2 separate regions of the Drosophila melanogaster genome follow, and region 1 is linked to region 2. A link is a contact called in public Hi-C data. All regions are on one chromosome and are shown on one strand. The core of a region is the stretch at or near the end of the contact, and the rest is flanking DNA. Distances in the headings are between cores, read along the strand shown.

Region 1 (3,323 bases), core at 81-2,580, 43 kb before region 2:
ATTACTGAGTCATACCAGCTGTGTCGGGTTTTCGTTAGTTATTAGTCCGATACAAGGTATATACATTATTACATTCATACATATGATAATTATGGATAAAAAGATAAGATAGTTAGTGCCCAATAAACTTATCTCATTTCATACATTCGAGGAGATAGATCAAATGGCAGATAATACCTCTTGTTTGAACATTAAAGCTGATTGGTTAATAAATGAGTTTATTGATCGATTGAAATAATGTTAACTTACAAATAAGCACAGGCAAATCGATATATAATTGATACTTGTAACAACTGAAAAGGACCTATAATTTGCTTTCACAAAATTTCCCAGTCAGTAACGAATGCGCTCAACAAGTGGAATATTTCGTAGACGGGATATTGCGGTCAATTGTAATGAAATTACGGTTTCCTGCAACAAGGGATGTTCACTTTAATCAGAAAAGATCTTATGTGCTCGTTGTGAATTACAAATGTGTACAACGCCCTTTTCAGCTGAAGAGCTCACCAAAAAACACCCACACAAAAGGACAGTTATAGTAATTAAAAACCCATTTCTTTGCCAACTAAAGTCATACATACACACACAGGCACTTGGGTGAATTACAATCTCCACATGGAACAAAGCACATCAAATTTCCTAGCGACCTCAAACCCAAACAAAAACGTGGCGCTTCTTTGGGGTATTTTTGTGGTGTGGGGAGGTGTGGTGGGGTTTGAGAGAGCGAGCAAGAAGAGCACACAAAGAGCGGCTGTCTCGTTCCCGCTCGCACTAGTCAGCAGATTGGAGCAAAATTTGTATTTTTGTGTAATAAACTGCAGGTCCGAAAACAAACCACATAAACAATAAAGAAGAAACTGAAGGAAAACAGCAAACAAAGAGTCAGACGCAAAAGCTTTACAAAGGAAACTTAGTTTATGAAAAGCAGCAACAAACAACGAAATATTTTCCCTGTTGTTATATCAATAATCTTCAAGATTTTCGAGGGAGGAAAAAGGGCAAAAAATGGCAAGGCCCGGCACACCCAAAAATCAAAAGTCTAAAACTAATATTAGGTAATTGGGGCCACTTACAAGAGTTTCTTGGCGAATTTGTAGAATGCCACCAGCAGGTAAACAACTGTGGAAATTAGCTTCATTTTGCACTCAGCCGTTTGTTTAAATTAATTTAACTTGATGAAAACTATTTTGTACGTGCCGTAAATCAAAGTTCACTTTCATCAAATCGAATTTTGAGACTTTCGTAAATGGTTTGGTTGGTTTGTCGAAAATTTGGAAAAAAAACAGATGCCGAAAATTTGGTTAAAATTTCACTATCAATGTCATTTCCGCGTCGAACACGTTTTCCACACTAAGCGGGCACCACGAAAAAAAACTTGGAAGATAACGCTTTCTGTGACGTAGGAGAAGAGAAATTGGGAAGGTAAGAGAGAGAGCGAGATTGCAGTTGGCGCGAATTAGTATTAGTATTGGTGGACGGCGGAAGAAAGTAAAAGCCAACTGAAATGAGAGTTGTTTGCAATCCTGCACCGACGACCGTATGCCCTTTTCTAACACTAAAATAAAGACCTAATTTAAAATAAAAAATATGTGCATAAAAATCTGTTCAAATATAATAGAATCAAACATAACATATATTTGTGTTTTAAAATGTTTATTTTGTTTTTTTTTTTATTATATGCATTATATGCAAAAATTAATGCGGTAAGTTTGTAGTGCTTAGCAAAACCAATTTTTATAATTACATGTAACTTATACTTTTTAAAAAAGCTAATATACTCTGTTTGTGATGCACAAAGTCACGTCCACTTGTTGTGGCAATAAACTTTTGAGTGGGCGTAGTAAGAGCAGAGCTTAAGAGAACTCATGTGTGTCGTTAAGAGCGAACCAGAGCTTTCGTTGCTTGTAAAGCTCTTTGATTTCATCAGCTGTCGCAGAGCTTACGACATTCGTGTAAGGCTGCGTAAAAACTTTTAATAACAGTTTACATTGGCAACTTAGCAGTAACATTACATCTTAAGCTAAGTTAGCAGTTAGCAGAGCTAAGAAATTCGAAGAACTTTATCCTTATATAATAATCCCGAACGATCAGAAATTCGATGGCCTATAGTCATAGGCAGGTCCCATGCGAATGGAGATGTTGATGGGTTCGTTTAAACGCTCTGTCATCAGCCTGAAAGTGGAAAATTTTCAACAATTTTGCTTATATCACGTTAAGTACTTAGATTATCTCATACATTGTATCTAAATTAAAGCACTAACAGTTTGCATTAACTTTTTGTAGGCTCATGGTGATTCGTTTAAATTGTCTGCTTAAATAACACATTCTCATTTCAAACTGAAATCGAAACGTTTAATTTATAAAAATGGTTCATATGCTAGAGTTTTATTTCCTAATTCATTGCTAAAGAAACTGGCATTTCCAATTAAAAAACTTAAATTGAATATGTTTCAGCTTAGAAGGCCCAATCTAGCTGGTGTTGGCAAACCTTGGCATAAACAATAACAATGGGCTTATCTAGACCACTTGATTATACTATATGTTCATAAGGCGTACCGTTTTTCTGCTTCGCTCTCGCAACTCCGATAGCCTTTCCGGCGGGCCGATTTGTTAAGACGTAACGATCGCCTCAGTTCTTTGGGCAGCGGTTTATTCGTTTCACGCCGGAGAAAACTTCCGAATTTGTGGCACTTCTCGGCGAGATTCTGCCACACCAGCAGGATCAGACGCGTGTGCCGCGACGAGGTGGATGAGGCTTTGGAGCCTTTGGTACCACAATCGCGCAGCTCGGTGGTGGAGACAACCCACGACGACATTTTGACACTGACTGACTTTGCGGAGCCCCTTTGACAAACGCCAACGGCCACTTGGCCGGCCAATTGATAAGATTCCCAGTTGGCAATCGAAGCGATTTAGTGATATGCCGTCGTCACTAACCAAGTGCCGGATATGGGAGACAAAAAGACTAAAACTGAAGCAGTGCAGCAGATTGCAGATTGCAGCTGAATTAGCACCGCATTTAGTATTACAGAACATTTCGCAAAAACCAGAATAATTTCCTTTGCCATGAAAGCAGACGGAGCCTAGTTTCCTGCCCGAGGGACAGGATTCGGCAGTTTTGATTTCGAAATGAAAATCCAAATGCAATGCACTGAAAAAGAGCCACTTCATTTTATTTTCCATAATATTCTATTCTATTCTGTTTCACTTTGAAATTTTTTGCACTTTTAATCATGCAATTATTTCATCTAAAGTTATACAATAGTGGACATGATAATAATGTAAAAATTGTCTAAATTTCTCTCCGTGTACTTTCTGCAGTT
Region 2 (3,200 bases), core at 235-2,734:
ACTGATCGCCAAAGAAGGGAATACCCACGACGGGCTTGCCATGGTAAATCGATTCCATTGTGCTCAAAAGTCCTCCATGGGTTATAAAGGCAATCACTTTTTCGTGTGCCAGGATATCGTCCTGCGGTAACCAGTTCGATATGAGAACATTATCCGGTTTGTCGACAAAGGTTTCCTCCTCGTACTTCCAAATAACTCGGTACTTGAGTCCCCTTAGCGTCTCCACAATGGCCTTTCGCTTGTTCTCCGGTAAATCTTTGCTGTTCAGATTGGAGCCCAATGAAAAATAGATAACCCCATGCTCGGCTTCTTCGATGAATTTGCGAATATTTTGGGGCAGTGGCTTTGGTGCCTTTCGATTCACGTGCATTCCGCCCACTTCGATCATGTTTGGCGAATAGGGCCGTGGATTGCTGATCGATACATGATTGTTAAGTAGCACCAATGACGTATCCTTGCGCATCCTATAAAAGTCCTGTTTGTTGTTAGGGAAATACTTTCGGTACAGTGCTTCATGTCTTGGTAGATTAATCAAATTCTCATAGGCAAATTCGTATATCTGGAATCCCAAATTCTGAGCCCTTTCCCAGAAATTCATGCGATCCCCGAACCGCAGCAATGAGTGTGGCACATACGATGGTGGCGAGGGTGTGCCCACCAGATCAGAGGTCCAACCAGTGGCACCCAAGCTGCTCAGAGTGATCAGTGGAGCTCCGAAATGTTCTGCAAAACCGTAGTGGGCGTCATTCATGAAAGTCTCACAGATTACTCCATCGAATGTGCGGTTTTGTTTTAATAGCTCCTGTACTTTCGGCTCCTTTAAAAGACTTTCTGTTATATCCAAGCCCATTAAACTGATTCTTGGATATCGCAATAGAACCGGCTTTTTGGCATTCTCCAGAATTCGCGCTTTGTAAACTACGGGAGAAAAGAATGCATTTAAATAACAAATATATAACCAGTTCCTAGCACCAAAATAGCTTAGTTTTTATGGTCGCTTAAGTTAAAGTTCTATAAATATGCTTAATGTTTTTTTTCGATGATTTTTATACCCGAAAATAGCCGGTATAACCAATTTGTTGTTGACCCCCTGAGATTTGGGCAACTTTCACGTGTTCCTTATCAGATATGACAACGCTTATTTCAAGCGATAAGCAATACGTGCCAAATGGTTGTAGTTTTTTGATTAGCGATAATATGATAGTACTCACCGCCCATCACGGTGATAATATTCGGCGTTTCCACATCAATTATGTTCTTAATGGGCTTCCTTTGGGGAAATGGCGATACCAAAGTGACTTCATGACCGGCGGCGGCTAATCCTTTGGCCAATGCAAAGCAGACGGCGTAGTGCGATTTCGATGCAGTATGGCTGATCATCAGGTAGGAATAGCCCCATGATTGGCCAAAAAGGGCTAAGATTAGCAAAAGCCACGAATTTAGGAGCCAACGCATTGCGACAGCGTCTTTGAAGGTTAAAAAACAGACTGAAGCAGGTTTACTTAATTTCTAGTAGTTATAGTATTTGATAAGAAACTTTGTCAGTAGATTAGTGAAACGTTTGAAGTGGCGGCTGCCCCACAAAGAATATTCTTTTACAACTTTGTGTGTCTGTATATTCATTGAGAAAATGATACATGGTATAGTTAATATATAATAATATGGTTTTAATAAATTTTATTTTTAATAGTTAAAGTGATATATTTATAACCTCGTTGCTTAAATAATAACTAATTTATTAAAAAGTTGTTTTATTTTCTATCGATGTTTGTTTAGTTGAGTTAAAGTTTCTCTCTTATAGCATTCGTTCTTCTCTCTTTGATTATAAATTACTCTTAACTGAAAGATTTTTATTGAGCGAAAAACTTTTTTGTTTGCTTGAGTTCTCTTGAGAATTTGCAAAAACATGAGAACTTAATGCTGATTGATCAGCGCATTTCCACCCCTTCGCACTACTCTTTAAAAGTGAGTAATAATTGTAAAGTAATACAATTGTATATGAACTAATAATTTAATTAAGTATATAATGTATTATAAATGTATTAGCCAACTTAAAATATATTGATATAGATAAATATAGGTCATTCAACAGTCGACTTGACGAGCACGATTTTCCACAATCAAAATTGTGTGCTTACCTTTTGATTCCTGCGAATTCCATGCTGGGTCTCTCGTTGAATTTACAAAAGTTTAATTTCACAATGATTGTATATATACTCAGATCCATGTTGAGCATAGTAGGCATTATCAGTGTGTTGCAGAAACGCGCTCAGTTCGGTTTGGTTATTGGTTCGCCGGTTGATTTTCATCACCATGCGTACGTTCACCTTGATCTTGGGACTATTGTGCAGCTTGGGATACTCAAGTGGATACAATTACCTGATGGTTCTGAATTCCGCCGGTCGTTCCCACTTTAATGTGGGACACGCTTTGGCCAAGGGATTGGTCAAGGCTGGGCATACAATCACCGTAGTGTCCGTCTTTCCTCAGAAAAAACCCATTCCTGGTTATACTGATGTAAGTGTGCCAAATGTGATCGAAGTCATGGGAGGTAAGTACTTTTATTATGTATAGTTGTTTTAGTATACTTTTTTTAAAAACCGGTTATTTCCTTAGGAGACATTGGAGCCTTGTGGGCATCTATCCAAAAGACATATACTCAGAATCTCATCGATCATTATCAAATGGGATTTCGCATCACCAGAGGCCTTTTCGAGGACTCCAATTTCCAGGATTTTCTGAAGAGCAACCAAAGCTTTGATGCGATCATATGTGAGACTTTCTACAATGATGCCCACTATGGCTTGGCAGAGCATTTTAATGCTCCACTGATTGGATTGGCCACCGGTGGAGGTCTGACATTTATCACAGATATGGTAAGTAAAGGATAAACAGATTTGTTCTAACGAACAAAAAAGGAATCTTCTATATCATATGAATGAAAGTTCAAATTTCATAAACGAAAGAAAAGCATTATGTTGAAGTCAGTCGTATTTCACATTTGGTGAAATGATGATCTTTAGTTTATAATATTATTTAAGGATTATTTGAAATACTAAATATATTTTAACTTTTTCAGGTTGGTTCCCCCGCTCCAGCTTCGTTCGTGCCCCACATAATGCTACCCTTTAACGATCACATGTCGCTGTACGAACGCCTTTTGAACGTGGCTTTTCTTGGCTATGAAAGAGTTCTACTGG

Evidence for each region. Hi-C and Micro-C count contacts between places; a contact is called where the count stands out from the background.
Region 1: a Hi-C map of the Kc167 cell line shows a contact between it and region 2, with 5 times the contacts expected there. The contact joins the promoter of cu here to the promoter of Ugt302E1 in region 2. A contact is called at or near these places in 34 of 107 Hi-C or Micro-C datasets (the Clone 8 cell line, the D17-c3 cell line, the Kc167 cell line and 10 more) and 5 of 6 datasets of contacts at active chromatin or transcription factors (the Kc167 cell line and the S2 cell line).

The regions. Positions count from the first base shown.
Region 1 is chr3R:11,195,599-11,198,921 of dm6, reverse strand. cu (curled) reads right to left here and starts at 1,330. Exons shown (of 6, transcript NM_169375.2): 1 at 1,074-1,330. The coding sequence starts at 1,138. CG18577 reads right to left here and starts at 2,830. Exons shown (of 2, transcript NM_141787.4): 1 at 2,557-2,830; 2 at 1,637-2,172. The coding sequence starts at 2,816. The coding sequence ends at 2,088.
Region 2 is chr3R:11,152,910-11,156,109 of dm6, reverse strand. It overlaps Ugt302E1 (UDP-glycosyltransferase family 302 member E1), which reads right to left and starts at 1,484. Exons shown (of 2, transcript NM_144368.3): 1 at 1,212-1,484; 2 at 1-918. The coding sequence starts at 1,455. Ugt302K1 (UDP-glycosyltransferase family 302 member K1) reads left to right here and starts at 2,261. Exons shown (of 3, transcript NM_001300352.1): 1 at 2,261-2,551; 2 at 2,617-2,876; 3 at 3,080-3,200. The coding sequence starts at 2,314.